2 separate regions of the Drosophila melanogaster genome follow, and region 2 is linked to region 1. Evidence: chromatin contacts called from public targeted proximity ligation data. All regions are on one chromosome and are shown on one strand. The core of a region is the stretch at or near the end of the contact, and the rest is flanking DNA. Distances in the headings are between cores, read along the strand shown. Region 1 holds the start of dlp (dally-like). Region 2 holds the start of Prosbeta2 (Proteasome beta2 subunit).

The links.
Region 2: a contact with region 1 is called in a targeted proximity ligation map of the Kc167 cell line, with 2.5 times the contacts expected there. A contact is called at or near these places in 2 of 107 Hi-C or Micro-C datasets (the Kc167 cell line and eye imaginal disc) and 1 of 7 datasets of targeted methods (the Kc167 cell line).

What each region holds. Positions count from the first base shown.
Region 1 is chr3L:14,629,868-14,637,681 of dm6, forward strand. It overlaps dlp (dally-like), which reads left to right and starts at 2,734. Exons shown (of 8, transcript NM_206353.2): 1 at 2,734-3,515. The coding sequence starts at 3,206. RecQ5 (RecQ5 helicase) reads right to left here and starts at 2,210. Exons shown (of 5, transcript NM_168591.3): 1 at 2,014-2,210; 2 at 653-1,951; 3 at 1-325. The coding sequence starts at 2,116.
Region 2 is chr3L:14,995,508-15,003,321 of dm6, forward strand. Prosbeta2 (Proteasome beta2 subunit) reads left to right here and starts at 4,444. Exons shown (of 3, transcript NM_079352.4): 1 at 4,444-4,622; 2 at 4,693-4,872; 3 at 5,138-5,812. The coding sequence starts at 4,561. The coding sequence ends at 5,714. It overlaps mRpL39 (mitochondrial ribosomal protein L39), which reads right to left and starts at 4,159. Exons shown (of 5, transcript NM_079351.4): 1 at 4,030-4,159; 2 at 3,454-3,778; 3 at 3,289-3,389; 4 at 2,673-3,115; 5 at 2,474-2,611. The coding sequence starts at 4,102. The coding sequence ends at 2,552. It overlaps Zip71B (Zinc/iron regulated transporter-related protein 71B), which reads left to right. Exons shown (of 4, transcript NM_001316435.1): 3 at 639-935; 4 at 993-2,476. The coding sequence ends at 1,987. It overlaps Reck (Reversion-inducing-cysteine-rich protein with kazal motifs), which reads right to left. Exons shown (of 8, transcript NM_140476.3): 7 at 7,220-7,814; 8 at 5,731-7,117. The coding sequence ends at 6,315.

The sequences.
Region 1 (7,814 bases), core at 1,484-3,983:
TCATCTTTGCACTTGTCTACATTGGCTTTGAGTGCGTCGATTAAAGCTGTCAAATATTTTTCCCGATGAGTGGCCTGAAGACCTGCGATTTTCTTTTCAGTGGCTTCTGCCATTCGAACGCGAGATATTTGAGCAATTGTTTCCTGTTCCAACTGCCTAGCTGCACTAATTTGCTTTCGAAGATTAAACTGCTGCTTAATGAAATCCTGTGATTCCTTTTTGGCTCTCTTGGCCATTGATGAGTGACTCTGACCAGAATCGTCATCTGAGCCAGATTCACCGCCTGCGTACTCCTGGGCAGCACGCTTTATACCTGGTCGGCCGCCTAGTAGGATATAAAAACAAGAGAGAGCGCTATACTCGACCTAATCGACTATAAGATACTTTTTGACATATAATTAAATAAAAAAAATCATTCCAGAGATCCCGCTAGGTCCTTAGACCTTGACGTTCATATGGACGGACAAACGGATGTCCAGATCGACTCGGATAGTAATCCTGGTAAAGAATATCCATACATAAACGCTTCCTTCTACCTGTTACATACTTTTCATCGAATCTAGTATAGCCTTTTACTCTACGAGTAACGGGTATAAAAATATGGCTTTAAGATCAGAAATAGCTAAAAAGATAACGAAGTTTTAAAACTCACCCTCATACAGATCTGCGCAATCCTGTAGCGAAATGTGCGACTTAAAGGCATCATCCATACATAATCGATGAAAAATCTCCAGTGCTTTTTCCGCTTTCTTGGGACGCTTGCAGACATCGCATTGCCCACTACAATCTGGAGTTGGATCTCCAAAGAAATCCGAAAAGAGTTTATGCCTGCAGGTTGTTCGCTCGCAGAATTCCGTGATCTTCTCAAATTGTTTGATAGCTCTCTCCGTAAGCAGCTCTTTGTCACCACGACCCCTGGCTCTGTGGGCATCGTTTTGAAGAAGGAAACGTATACTCCGGACGTCTTCCCGTCCGTAGTATAATCTACAATATGACTGCAAGCCATCGCGTCCAGCGCGACCAGATTCTTGATAATAAGCAGCCACATTTTGGGGTACATCCCAGTGGATAACGAAGCGCACACTTGGTTTGTCCACACCCATTCCAAAACTATTGGTTGCACATATAATGGGCTGATCACCCCGCATCCACGCTTCCTGGACTTCAGTACGTTCTCCTGTTTTCAGACCAGCGTGATAGGCTACTGCTCCGATTCCCTGTTTAGTTACCCCTATCGCCATGCGCTCCACTTGGTCTCGAGTCCGGCAATATACGATTCCGCAGCCTCTTTGTGGCTTGGGTGTATCCTTAAACTCCTTCGGATTGCCCAAGCAGTGTCTGGCGAAATCTGCCAGGTGCTGAAAGTCATCTTCGATAGAATTCTTGTAAACAATGTCATAGAAGAGGTTTTTCCTGAAGCTAGGAGTGCTAAATTGAGCCACGGGTTGGTGGAGGCGCAACTGCTTATATATATCCTCCTTGACTTCCCTTGAAGCTGTGGCAGTCAAAGCCAACCAGATGACGTCGGAATATTTGGAACGCAGCTCCCCCAGCTTTAGATAGTCCGGTCGAAAGTCATGTCCCCATTGGCTAACACAATGCGCCTCGTCGACTGCAAAGTAGGCAAGCTTATTGTGTTTATGGAGGGTTTGCAGCAGGTCTTGAAAAAACTTGGTGGCGGCCTGTTCCGGGGTTATGTAGAGAAACTTCAGGTTGGTTCTCACGGCCTTTAAGTCCATTATAACACGATCCCTTTCTTTGGTGCTCATCTTGGAGTTCAAAGAATCCGCCGGCACTTTCAGTTTGGTTAAATGATCTATCTGATCTTTAATCAAAGCCAAAAGCGGAGAAAAAACAATGGTTATTTGATTCTCTGACATCAAACCAGGCAATTGGAAGCACAGGGATTTACCCGAGCCCGTGGGCATCGACACATACACATCCTGCTTTTCTGTAAGAGAATTACGAGAGGTATTATCTGCGAGATTGGGTAAGAATTTGGCCAATATTCACTTTTAACAGCGCACTTCACGGCTTTTTCCTGTAGATCCGATTTGAATTTCGAGTGGCCAAAATGCTTTTTCAGCGCCTCGTGCACAGCGCTTTCATGCGCCATACTTGGGCTGTTATTTAAATTGCGTTTTATTTAAATAAACATTGTTTTGCTTCAGACCAAAACTGGTTGCCGCCAAAACAGCTGGTTTAGAGATGAACAATGCGGCTAGATAGTGGCTTTCGATAGTGTGGACCTTCCTTTATCGATGTCACATATTTCGAATAAATTTAGATGTCCACACTATTTGTTTTGTACACAAAATATTTTAAATGTGATTAAATAGGCATTCATCTCGCCTATAAGCGCGACATGGAAGTTTTACTTTTTGTGATTAAATTATTCAAAAACCATTTAGCTTACCAACCAATTAATAAATATACAGTCGTGTGTTTGCAAACAAAAAAAATTTATGGTATGTATAATTGTATATGTATAATAATTTATATGTATGTATGTATTAACAGGACCAATCTATTTCTTGTAAAACTTTCGTTATTTTATTTTTAAATTTCACAACTTTCTAACAAACGTTTCCCAGAATGGAATTCTCATAGCCTAGTGACACTGTACATACCTAAAAACGGTGTAAGGCGATAGACATCGATAGCCGCGGTCACCAATCGATAAGCGCAGGCTGAAAAGAATCGACGGTAAGCAGTCGAAATTCAAAGAGACTTCTCAGTCAAAATTTTATAGCCGACTCGCGAGCACGCGCTGTGCTGCTTCTTCCTGCGTTGCGCGCTTTGCTTTCAATTCGCCTTTCGTCGTCGCGGGTGCGTGTGTGTTGGAGCGAGTGCGTCTATGTGCAGTGCGTGTGCCGCTATTTGTTAATTGTTAATAATCCCGATTTAATAACACCCGACAACCATGTTGCACTTCAATTGCTTCTGAACGCAAAATGCGCACTGATAAACGCAAACGACAAAAATAAGTTTCATAATAATAATAATGCCGGCAAACAAAGCGGTGTATTAGTGTGCGTATTTCAGTGTGGGTGCCTGCGTTTGCCAAAATTATTTACCGCAAAAAGAACAAACACAGTCAAAACGATTTGAATCCCAATCGAAACTAAACGACAACAAACGCCGGTGAAATTAGCCCTGTCTCTCGCTCTCTCTTTCCCCTTAAAATAAAGAAAGAGTTATCAAAATGCTACATCAGCAGCAACAACAACAACATCTGCATTGCAGAAGAAAAGCTACAGCAACAACAACTGCCCGCCTTGTGATATTCAGCAGTCCTCTTCTACTATTACTACTCACCACCCACTTGCCGCCCACCTTACAAGCGGACAATGGCCCCGCCCCCCAAGTGGCCGCCCTTGCCGCCCCCAATCCGGCGGGTGGCGTAGCAGGGTCTTCGATCATCGATCAATTCAGTCCGAATTGCAGTGCTGTGACACACATTTTCCAAGCGAGAGGAATCGATGCCATCGAAATTCCCCAAAAACCCAGTAACGGTATGTCCGATATTATATACCAATGGCTTAATAAATACCTGTCGAGAAATATTTATTATTGTAAATATTTAAATTTTAAACAAAGTTATAATTACTTCTTGTGGGTGAAATGTTCAGATCATAAAAATTTTTTTTTAATTTTGAAATACGCTTTAAGTGAAGGATATTAAAAAAAAAACTTAAAGATATTTTCAAGAACTCTGGTACTTTAGTAGGCTTATTATAACTTATTGCCTTCCCATATGGTGTCATTCAAATAGTACAAATTTTAATTTGTAGCGATGTTTAAAGTGCGAAATGGTTGAGGTAGTGCCATTCTTAATGCAAAAAAGATAAGAAAATCCATATCGTGGCAATCAGATCTTTTAAAATGTATACTTACATTGATATATGTAGTATGGAAAAGTATGGTTAGTATGGAAAAATGGACTATAATCTTTAATAAAGTTATTTAATAAGCTTAAAGACCATATTATTTATCCAATGGAATTAAAAACTCAAAGCAACTAATATTGGTATTACCCGAAAAAGAATCCGTATATTTCATAACAATAGTAAATTGCCGGAGATAAGAAACAAGTTTGATTCGCAAAGGAACAAAGAGAACTCGTGTATAAATTGGACGATTCCGTGATTCATTCTGTTCCTTCAACGCGCCTGCAGAGCTCCCTCCACTCCCTCCGCCCCCTGAAGGAAATAAAATTCCAGGCAAATCAACTCGAAATGCGAATAAGCAGCAGCACAAGACAGGCTCTAAATAAGAGAGAGTCCGTCGCGGAGAGCGTGTCCATCCCAGAGATCTTGGCGCATGCGTCGCCTGCTCATCGCAGCCCCCATTTCTGCCCCCGGTCCATTCCTACCCAGTGGGGGCAAAGGGTTCCAGTTTCCAAGACCAGTCCAATAGGCAGGAGCAGCCGCAGCGAAAAATCTCAAGAAATTCCTTTTTGATGAACAAAAAAAGGAAATAAAATGAGAAGAGCGCGGGCATACAGTAGAGCATCGTTGGCGTGAACTGCGTGAATTACCTTTTATATGTTTATGGGATATGCTATAAGAGTTATTTAAAACTGTTAAGGATTTCTTAATTATTTCTATTTTGAGATGCCATGTTTTACAAAGTTTACGAATCTTTTAAAGATATTGGACTGTGGAACCCATTTACAGGCTCTTTACCTAGTGCAAGAGCAAAAATGTTGTCACACCGCTTTTACACATAGTTTAATGGGGTATAAGGGGTGGAGAGGGGTAGACCTAGCCTCGACCTCGATCGCCTGTGGGTTTTACTTAATTTGTATAAATCCTGAATTAATCACGCTTAATTGCAATAAGTTGCGCTGCCCTCTCTTCGTCGCCTTCAGTTTCTCTCCCTCTCTCTCTGTCTCTCTTTGTTTGATTTGTTGCCAGGTAAACTGTTGCAGCCTCTGCCCTTTTGCCCCACCCCATACCCCTGTTCCAGTCCATACCCCTGCCCCTCCTTTAGTCCTCTACCTGCGCCCTGCCTTTGTTTATTTTTGGTTTTCAACGTTGCCTGATTGGTTTTTTTTCCCTCCCGATATGTTTTCCTTATTTTTTATCTTTTGGTCAAATGCATTGCGCGTTGCGTTGCGTTTCGTTCATAATTTCATGGAAATGTCTGTGGGGGAGGGGGGCGATGAGGGGCCAACAGGTAGAGTGGTCAGTTCTCGAGTTCCCTTTTGTGTTGTCTTTGATATTAATCAAGGTGTCATTGAAATCGTTTAAATTATGCAGTTCAGGATTTTTATTCTCTGTCGGCATTTTTATGTGAACCTTTTACTTCCCGATCAACTCGAACCCCCGTCCCTTGGCCATCAAAAAACGAATGCACTCGAATTATTAAAGCTAATCCGTAAATAATATTTTAATAAGTTTTTCTGGTCCAGTAGGATTGCAATCAATAAATAATTCAATTTATGTTGACGTATTAACATTTTATTCATGTTCATGTGATTGTTATTCAGTGCTTTTCAAACAATAAAACAATTAAATATTTAAATGGAAAATTATTTATAATAGGACAAATTTTAATAACAGATTTCTTAAATTTATGCTAAGCTAAAATGCCATTATTCTTTACATTTAATTTTTCCCAGTGCACAGCTTCTCTTTCCACCGTGTGAGTCATAAATTCTTGTGTTGCGTCCTCTCTTCTCGTTCGCTTCTTTCCATTCCCTTTCCATTCACCTGACCCCCACCCTTCGCGCCTTGTCCGCCTGATAAGCGCCAGCATTTAGATAAAGTTTCCGACCTGTTCTTTTCCCATGCCTTCTCGAATTGCTTAACTGGGAACTACTTTTGCGATAGGTGTTTATAGGGTCTTCTGGATGGAGTTTCGTGGTTTTGTAGGCCAGCTAACTGGTGAGGCTGTGCGTCTGATAAAGCTAAACTTCCATTTGCGATAGGTGAACTAGTTTATGAAACGTAGACTTTTTGGGGCCAACATATTGTCGTAGGGAAGTTCTTCAAATTGACTAAGGTTGGTCTTCGTTGAATATATATATAAAGTAGCTAGTTAGATAGTTTGATTTTAATATATAATTATGTCATTTAAATACTGTAAATGCTGTAAAAACCCAAGACCATATTTGCCAAGCAAAAATTTCGTACATATATTTAAGGTAAAATTTTGAACAGTCACGTCTAAGTGTTTTTGGCCAATTTCCCAGCGCTCTCATCTTCACACTTCAGGCGCATTCCTTTCCATTGAACCATGAAGAGCAACAAACATTGGGCAACAACAACTGCATGACACCTTCCGTGCTGCACAAACAACAACCATGGCAAACAACAACTACAGCTGCCACTTAAACGCTTCATTAAAGCTGCACTTCCTGTGCCACATCAAAAAGCTGTGCGAACCCACTTTAACCCCAACCCCCTTGACCATCGTCCCCGGCTCGCCATCATCATCAGTGGTAGGCAGGCACTTAGCTGAAATTGTTTGCACAATTTAAACAGTTCGCAAAACATTAAATCGTTAAAAATAATATCAGAGGAGCGGGCAAGAGAGACTCGATGCAGAGGGAAGATTGGCTTTGTAGATCGCAACTTAAAATACCCTTAAATTGTGATTTTCATAAAAAGTTATCGATAGTTTCAATACTTATTCTATAGTTTGTTTAATAAAGTGAACGTAAAAGGCATTTTCTTCTACAAAAATTTGAAATTTTATCATCAAGATTCTTAATTTTCTTAAATAATACTACCAAATCCTTGGTACAACCCTTCTGTAAGGTATTGAATACTCTTTCGAGCCAACCAACAAATTTCCCACACAGAAACGATCACCTTGCTTCCTCCTATTCTGCATCTCTCTCCCATCCATTATCCATCTTTGTCTGCCTTATGCCAAAAGAAATTTGCAACAGAGCTGATTTTAGTTTACTGCGCACAGCAGCAGTGCTTTCACTCACTGAAAAAAAAACATATTTATAGTTTGATTTAAAAAATTTGAATATATTGTTAACTGTACATTTTTCATTTTAGGCCCCTCAATAATTTTGGGAATACAATTAACTATTCTAACATCACTTTAATGTGCATAATATACGAATCACCGAATCTTCATTAACTTTATTTCCGTGTACGGTTGCTCCACTTCGATGGCGTCTCCACTGGCTGCACTGCATCCGCCGACTGCCCCTGACCGCCCCCTCATCCCGCCTGCTTCAAGGCAACCACCGCATGACTATTAATCATTTTCCAGCAACCAAAACTGAATGGCCCCATCTTGTTCTCTCTGTTTCTCTCTTACTCGCTCTTTGGGCCCTTTTCTTTAATTTTTTTTTTTGTATTTTTTTGCACTGTCGCATTCCTTGGCCGTGTAAAAGGAAGAAACTAAGCGAGCGGTTTATATGGCACTATATCATCATCATCTTCATCGGCGTCGTCGGCGTGTGATCATCTGATATATACTTCTGCAATTGTTGACCATTGTATGGAGGAGGTTTGGGTTCGGGTTTCGATTGGAATGCAGATTAGATAGGGCGGGGTATATAAACGAGTAGGAGTTGCTGTCTGGTGTTTGTTTATGAGGTCATTGAGGGGATAAATGGTGCGTTTATCACGGGGGCTTTTCGCATATTGGAACTTGGCTTTGGGTATATAAAATCTAAAACTTATGAAGCTTTTTTAATATGATTAGCAAACAAGCATTAACGAGCGATCACAAAGTTTGAGCGCCACTGACAACCCACTAAACTAGATCACCTAACATCTGGTAAACCGAAAGCTTGCCAAGAGGCACCACTTAAAAAACGCGATCATGATCGATAGCAAACT
Region 2 (7,814 bases), core at 3,194-5,693, 370 kb after region 1:
TCAGCAGGCGACGAAAACAGGGCGATAGCACGATAAACGGACGCATTATGGATGCGGAAATCCAAAAGAAAACAACAATTGAACGGATTCAGATACAGATACAGATACAAAACGAGAAACAAACAGGCCTCAATCGCTTCGCTTGTTATTTATTTTTGTTGGCTAAGCCTTACAGTTTTAATTGAAGTGCACACAATCATTACAACGTTGTCCCATATAAAGTTAACACTAAACAGCCGACTGGATTAATGGCAAGTTTGCACATGCGAATTGGATAACAATCGACTGCTGAGAGAGGGCAACGTGTCGGAGTCGAAGAAATACGTTTGCTATTTCCATAGAATGAGTGTAAACATGGGAAAAAGAAAATTCCCCATACCTAGCATTATAAACAAAGTGCTTAAAAGGTTTAAATTAGAACAAACAGTTGCTGCTCATAATGTGAACCCAGCCAGCGCTATATAGTAATGCATAACGTATAGATTAAATTGCAAACTGCAGAAATCACAAGTAATTCACATGCAACAAGAATTACTCAATGCAGTCCCAAGGTGCTTATTCCTTAGACTTTTACCTTAAACAGGAAATATTTTCTCTGGTTCTTAAAATTACATTACTTTTACACTTTTTATTTTCAGAACCTGTTGCCGCTTGCTTATCACCGAAGTCTTTACTTTCCCTCATCGTGAACCACAACGATCTCCACAAAAACATTGCCTACCGCAAGCTGCTCATTAAGAATGACGTTAGCTCAACTGATGGCGTCCACAATTCTGAAGAGGAATACAACGAATTCATCAACTCGGTGCGGATCACTCCGCGAGCTTTTATGAAACTCTGTCCAGCTCTATTAGCCCAGATCGATAATGGAGTTTGCAAGCAACCAGCTGTACGATCAGTAAACCTTAACGATAAGAACCAGAAGATATGGTACGGTAGGTATCTATAATTAACACTTTGTTATACAAGATAACTTACCTATATCGATTTAGCTTGGATCTATGCCAGCATCACTATGCTTATACTGTCCGCTTGCGGATTGCTGGGCATTCTTCTGGTTCCTTTGATGAAGTCGGCTGCCTATCAGGAAATTCTCAAGTTCCTAGTTTCCATCGCTGTGGGCACTTTAGCTGGCGATGCCCTGATGCACTTGCTCCCCCATGCCCTTTTCAAGGAGGAAAAGCACGAGGAGGAAGTCACTGGTATCAATCCCTTGGAATCTGATCACAAACATAGCAATGAGGCGGCTCTGCTATGTGGTTGTACTTTCCTGGCTGCTCTATTCATGTATATGCTGGAGAACCTGATTCCGCTGCTAAAGGGCGGTAAGCCGGGTCATGGACATAGCCACGGACATGGTCACAGCCACGGCCGCAGTCATGGACATATGGAGAAGCCAGCTGCAAAGGATGCTATTGATCTGCCACCTCCTCGAGAGCTCAATGTGATGTTGCAGGAGGCCAAGCTGGATGAGAAGACCCCCGATCGACCGCTCACCCCAGTAGCCTTCATGGTAATCATCGGAGATGGCTTGCACAATCTGACCGATGGTCTGGCCATAGGTGCAGCCTTCGCAAGTGATCCGGTCACTGGATTTGCTACCGCCTTTGCCGTTCTCTGCCATGAGTTGCCACACGAACTGGGCGACTTTGCTCTGTTGCTGCAAACAGGTGTCTCCATGCGAAGAGCCGTCTATATGAACATTGTTAGCTCAGTTCTTAGCTTTGTGGGCATGTCGGTGGGTCTCTTTATTGCTGGAATTGGAGACGGCATGACCCAATGGATTTATGCAGCCACCGCTGGTTCCTTCCTGTATATTGCTTTTGCCGATCTGGTGCCCACAATGAGTGTGGCCCACAATCCGGAAAAGGCCAAAGATCCAAAGGGTATAATAATACAAATTTTTGGTATCCTTCTGGGTGGACTGATAATGTTGGCTATTGCCCTCAATGAACACGATTTAGAGGGCCTGTTCAAGAGCTTTTAAAGAATAGCTCTGAGTCTCAAACAGCTTTGTTAATTTTGTTTTCTTATTGTAGATAGTAGTTTAAGAATATGTTTCTGTGGAATCTCTGATTCTCTTGCTTCTTTAAGCATGCCTTACTTGTTAGAGATGAAATCGTTACCAAATGTTAGTCTGTGGTCAGCTTTATGTATGATTTAAACAGCACCTTCCTTAGTGTTATTGAAACTTTAATATTAAAATATAAATGTTTTTAAAGAGACAATTAAAATAAAAGAACTGTGAGCAAAAAAGAGAAACCCTAGCATTGGCAATTAAAAGAATATAGAATCATTAAATCGTAAAATAAGACCAAAGTGTTCTTTTATATAAATTCTGCCTTACGAATGCTAAATCTATAAATAATAAGAGCTATCCAGAATTTCATTCCATAAGATAATTAGCTTGTAAGTTAAAATGGTAAAAGCAGAATTTTGTTTGCTCATATCCTTTTAAAGACGGATTTTCTTTGTTATAACAAATTAGGACGCTCTTTAATGATTTACTTTTTTAACACTTACAGTATAGTTTTAAATATTAAAGAACGTTTTAAGATAATTGCAGTTGTTGTTGTTCCTCAAATGGTTCATTGGGCAGTCGTGCGGGGCTCTAAAATGTGTTTTAAATTTGTGACACAGCTCTTTATCGAAAAACGTCGAGATATACTCACAGGTTTCTTAGAACGCTCCTCCAATACACCAAATGCAACATGATTCAGTTGGAAGCCAGACGGCAGTGCAACGCCCTGAATGCGATAGAAAGCACCAGAGGGACCCTCCTCCGCAACTTTGTGGGCAGCCGAGATGACGCATTTCCCCAAAAAGCTGGTAGACGCCACCATTGGACCGCGTGAGATGTCGATATGATCACCCAGGCGATACAAGGTGACCCTTCCATTGGTCTGCTGCGAGATGCTGGGCAACTGTTCGCTCTTATACTTGGAATCCTTGAACATCTCCTGGGCCAGATCCTGTTGGACGTCCAAACGCTCGATGCGCAGATCCTGAGCAGCCAGTTTAACCATCTCTGCCGAAAGGGCGCGCATCTCTTCTTTTCCTGGCTCCCAGTTCTGGGTTTGGAGCACAATGTCGTGTACGAAGCTACCTGATTTGACTGTGAAATGTAATAGGAGTAATTTTATAATTTGTCTCGCTTATAGAATATTCCAGACAGTATTAGTTTTAAGATATATATCTATGAAATTTTCATCCAATTAAAAGGGGGAAAGACGAAACCTAGTAAAAAAAATATCCTAATCTTAAATCCTAAAAAGTGATTCTGCTTACTATTGGGTCCAGGAAAGCTGTGGAGCTGAAGATTGGCCTCCGGCTTGAAAGCGCGGTTCAAGGCGGCTCCCAACATAAAGCTGCAAGTGCGCCAGAATGCTCTAAAAGTAAACAACATAAGCAAGTTTAATATAAATGCCATATTATAAATAGTATAGCACTCACTTGTTGACCACATGTGGCTCGGAAACATGGAAGTTAAGCAGCTGCAGAGTACAGGATTCCTGCAAGGGTCTGTGCATATCCCAGGGAACACTGCCGTCGATCAAGGCCAGTGCCGATCGCTTACAGTGCCCCTCACTCAGATGCTGGGCGCAATTGAAGGGCGTTGAGATGTTGCCGTTCATCACCAGAGTGACATCCTCGGGAAGTCCCAGATACCGCACCTCGATCTTATCGATTCGACCCACTGCATCCCGTTGACGGCGCTGCTCCTGGTTGAACAGGTCATTCCGCTTGGCTAACGATGCAGAACTGCCACTAAAGTTGGCTGTAGGGATAATTAATAAGTTAAAAGACATATTTTATAGTACAGTTTCAACAAATTGAATTTAAATTATGGTTGACTATCTAAAATAATAACTGGGATCTATAGAAATTCTAGCGATTTTTCCGCCAAGACATCAACGAACTGCCATCACTAGCCGAAGAGCTCCGCGGAACGTGAATGACTGCCGGCATTATGTAAACCACTTCCTCCATCTTTGGTCAATAAAAGGACTCCTAATTAGTGTTACTTACCCTTAGTTCTGTATTGTTGAAGCTGCCGCAGGGCGCACCAGCTTGTTTTATGTAATTTGGTGGCCGCAGACATGGTAAATTACCAAAATACTCTTCAGGGATGCAGTTCACAAAAGTGATGGTACTATGCCAAGATGGTCAGGTGGAAACAGTATATCGATATTTTTCAAACATGACTATTCGCTTACAAAAGATAAGGGGCCTTCCTAAGCACTTATTGCATGTATACTGCGGGGAATATTTCCAAACATTAAAAAGTTTTAAAATTATACAATGCAACATTAAAATATTAAAATAATACAACATTGAATAATTTAAGTTACATAAGTCAAATTATTAATAACGTCAAATTATTAATAATTTATTTCTTCAATACTATCGCTCTAGTTGAGTCCATGAATATATATCGATACAATATCGATTGTACTTCCAGCTCTAGCAAGCATTTAACAATTTTGTTTGTCATCGCGCTCGGCAGAATTAAAACCTTAGTTTTCCTTGCTAATATAGTTGAATTGAAGAATATATATAATGGATTTGGATAACGCACGCGATCTGCCCCGCGCTGGTTTCAATTTCGACAACTGCAAGCGGTAAGAATCGTCCAAGTTGTTCAGCAATACCCCATCGGCTTTTATTAATTGGTGTTTTATTTGCTTTCAGCAATGCAACTCTTTTGAATCGAGGCTTCAAGCCACCGACCACCACCAAGACGGGAACCACAATCGTTGGCATCATCTACAAGGATGGTGTTATTCTGGGCGCCGATACGCGAGCCACCGAGGGACCCATTGTCTCGGACAAGAACTGCGCCAAGATCCATTACCTGGCCAAAAACATATAGTAAGTCCACCGACGGTATGCGCCTTTAAGTGCACAGGGAACCTAATAATACTATAAGAGGGATTACGGTATTTTTTCCTGCATTTCAAATGTGGGCCTATTTCCTTGTCCTCGCCGGCTTAGATCAATTTGTCTCCAATTTTAAGGGGCCCGTGTTTTAAGTTGAGGATCTTAGGGTGTAGCTTATGTTGCTCTAACTTAAAAATATGTGTACTTTCTAACATGCAAGTATCTCCCAATACCTAACGAAAATATTTACCTTCAGCTGCTGTGGAGCTGGAACCGCTGCGGACACTGAGATGACTACGGATCTCATCTCCTCCCAGCTGGAGCTGCATCGCTTGCAGACAGATCGTGAGGTGCGCGTTGTGGCCGCCAATACGATGTTGAAGCAGATGCTTTTCCGCTACCAGGGTCATATCAGTGCCGCTCTGGTGCTTGGTGGAGTGGATAAGACTGGACCCCACATCTATTCCATTCACCCACATGGAAGTTCGGATAAGCTGCCGTACGCCACCATGGGATCGGGTTCCCTGGCCGCCATGACCGTTTTCGAAAGTCGCTGGAAACCTGACTTGTCCGAAGAGGAGGGCAAGAAACTGGTGCGCGATGCCATCGCCTCCGGAGTGTTTAACGATCTGGGTTCGGGATCCAACATCGATCTGTGTGTTATCCGCAAGGGCAGTGTTGAGTATCTGCGCAACTATGAGCTGGCTAACAAGAAGGGCAAGCGCCAGTTGGACTACCGCTTCAAGACCGGAACCTCAACCGTGCTGCACACCAACATTAAGGACCTACTCGTCACCGAACGCGTCCAGGCGGTGCCCATGGAGATTTCTTAAAGCGATTCCCCTTTCTACCCTTTTCGTACATTTATTATAATAAAGCTTCGGCAGGATCTATATGGAGTGGTTCAATAAAGGAAGCCATGCTTCATCTTAAGTTGCTGTGTTTTTTTCTGGGGTTTTTATTAGACTAGCGATACTCCTAGGCGGACAATGCTTTGGTCATTAACGAACTCCTAGCCAGGGACCAAAAAATAATTATATTACAATGTTTTCCAAATTTAAGAATGTTTCCACATGGTTAGGGCACAGTGTCGAGTTTTGGTCCATCAATCTCTTTGTACTTTTACGATCCAGATTTTAAATAATTATTTTAAATTTAAATATTACCATGGAGCAATGATTTGAATTATTAAATACATTTAAATTAGGTAAAACAAAAAGGGGGTTTTGGTGATTTACGGACCCTGGCATAAATTAAATAATAACTATAAAAGAACATTAAAGCTTAAGAATTAATTTAGCTAATATCACATGGTACAGAGGGTCAATTCCTTACAGTTGAAGGCACTTTCCATCTCCTTAGAATAACGGGTTAATTGGCACCAAGAATTCACTTGATTGAGTCAGATCATACACACTCCTTCTAGGACTATCTTAAGCTATGATTACTCTAGAAACTAACAAAAGTAAGGGGAGTATCCAAATGGCGTGGGGACCATAAGATGTAGCTCCATTTGGCGTGGGTTCTAGTAGATGCGATACTGTCAAACAGGATAGAGCTAGATTGGTTGTAATTCTGGGTGATTGGGCATTGATTAGGGAGGATATCTTCTCCGCCTCCCGGGCGCAGGCCTCCAATTGAAGGTGAGTCGGTCTCTTGATACTGCTGGACGGTACTATGGCCACAAAAATGCCCACTTCCATGGTGAGAAATCCAGTCAGTTGACATTCGCTAACCTGCACCAGTCCATCCAGCTGCTGCAGCACTCCTTGCAATGTCAAAAGAGTGCTGCTCTGTGCCCTTAGTCCGTACATGGCGCGATCGAATTGCTTTCTGGAGTAGATTATCCTGAAGGCTCCTCCAGCACACAGGGGGCAACATGCTCCTGGGGGAACTATCAAGCGACAATGCTTGGATACGGGAGCGGGACACTTGACAGTCCTACAGCGTCTTCCCATATCGCTTACCAGTAGTCCCACCTCCCGACATCGACCCACATAATCCACCAGCACATATTCCGCTCTGGCCGCATAACTACTTTTGTAAGTCACTCCATTGATGCCACAGACTGGTGAAGGTGAGGTATTAAAGCGACTGGATTGACAGGCGGACCAATAGGCAACTTGACCCTGAGGATTCGCTTTCAGCAGGGCACAGGCATTGGGATAAGTCCGTCCCTGGGAATCGCATACCTCGCCCTGATGAAAAGTTGAACAGTTGGATGCGGTGGCATTGACTGCAATGGAGAAAATATATATATAATTTAAATTTATTTTTATGAAATATTTTTAGAATTAAAAAAAAAAATTAAGTAAAATGGTAATCCTTCTTAACTTACCACACACGTATTGCAGACAAGGTCGCTGCATGCTGGCCAGGCACACCTTTCGGCTGTCTAAACACTGAGTTCCGGATGGACAACTGTTTGGAGGTGCTGCCTGGCAGGCATTCCGAGCATTGCATGCGCCGTAGACGTAATCTCCCTCTGGCAAATGGCACTTGGCCACACATGCCGAAGGATAAGTATTGCCATTGGAGCCGCAAACGGGAACATAGTGAGCTGGACAATTGCACGGTAAACTGGTGTAACCGGAATCAACAAATCCTGGCAGACGACACTGCTGTTTGGTGCAAGTGATCTCACCGGCGAAACAACTGCATAGGTTGCACTCCAAGTAGAAAGAGGAGCCATGCCGGTAGCTCCTCGCTCCTGGAAGAGTGCAGTGGGCATGCATATAGCTCGGTAGCGGTTGACATTGCTCCAGGCGACCTTGTAGTCCGCATGAGCAAACTATATGCTCGGCCAGCGGAAATTGGCCCACTTCCAGTTTCTTGTGGAGATTACTCTTTCCAAGACGCACATATGAGCCGAAAGGTACAAACAGCTTGGAATCCTGTCCCAAATTGCAGCCCGGTATACAGGAGTATCCTTG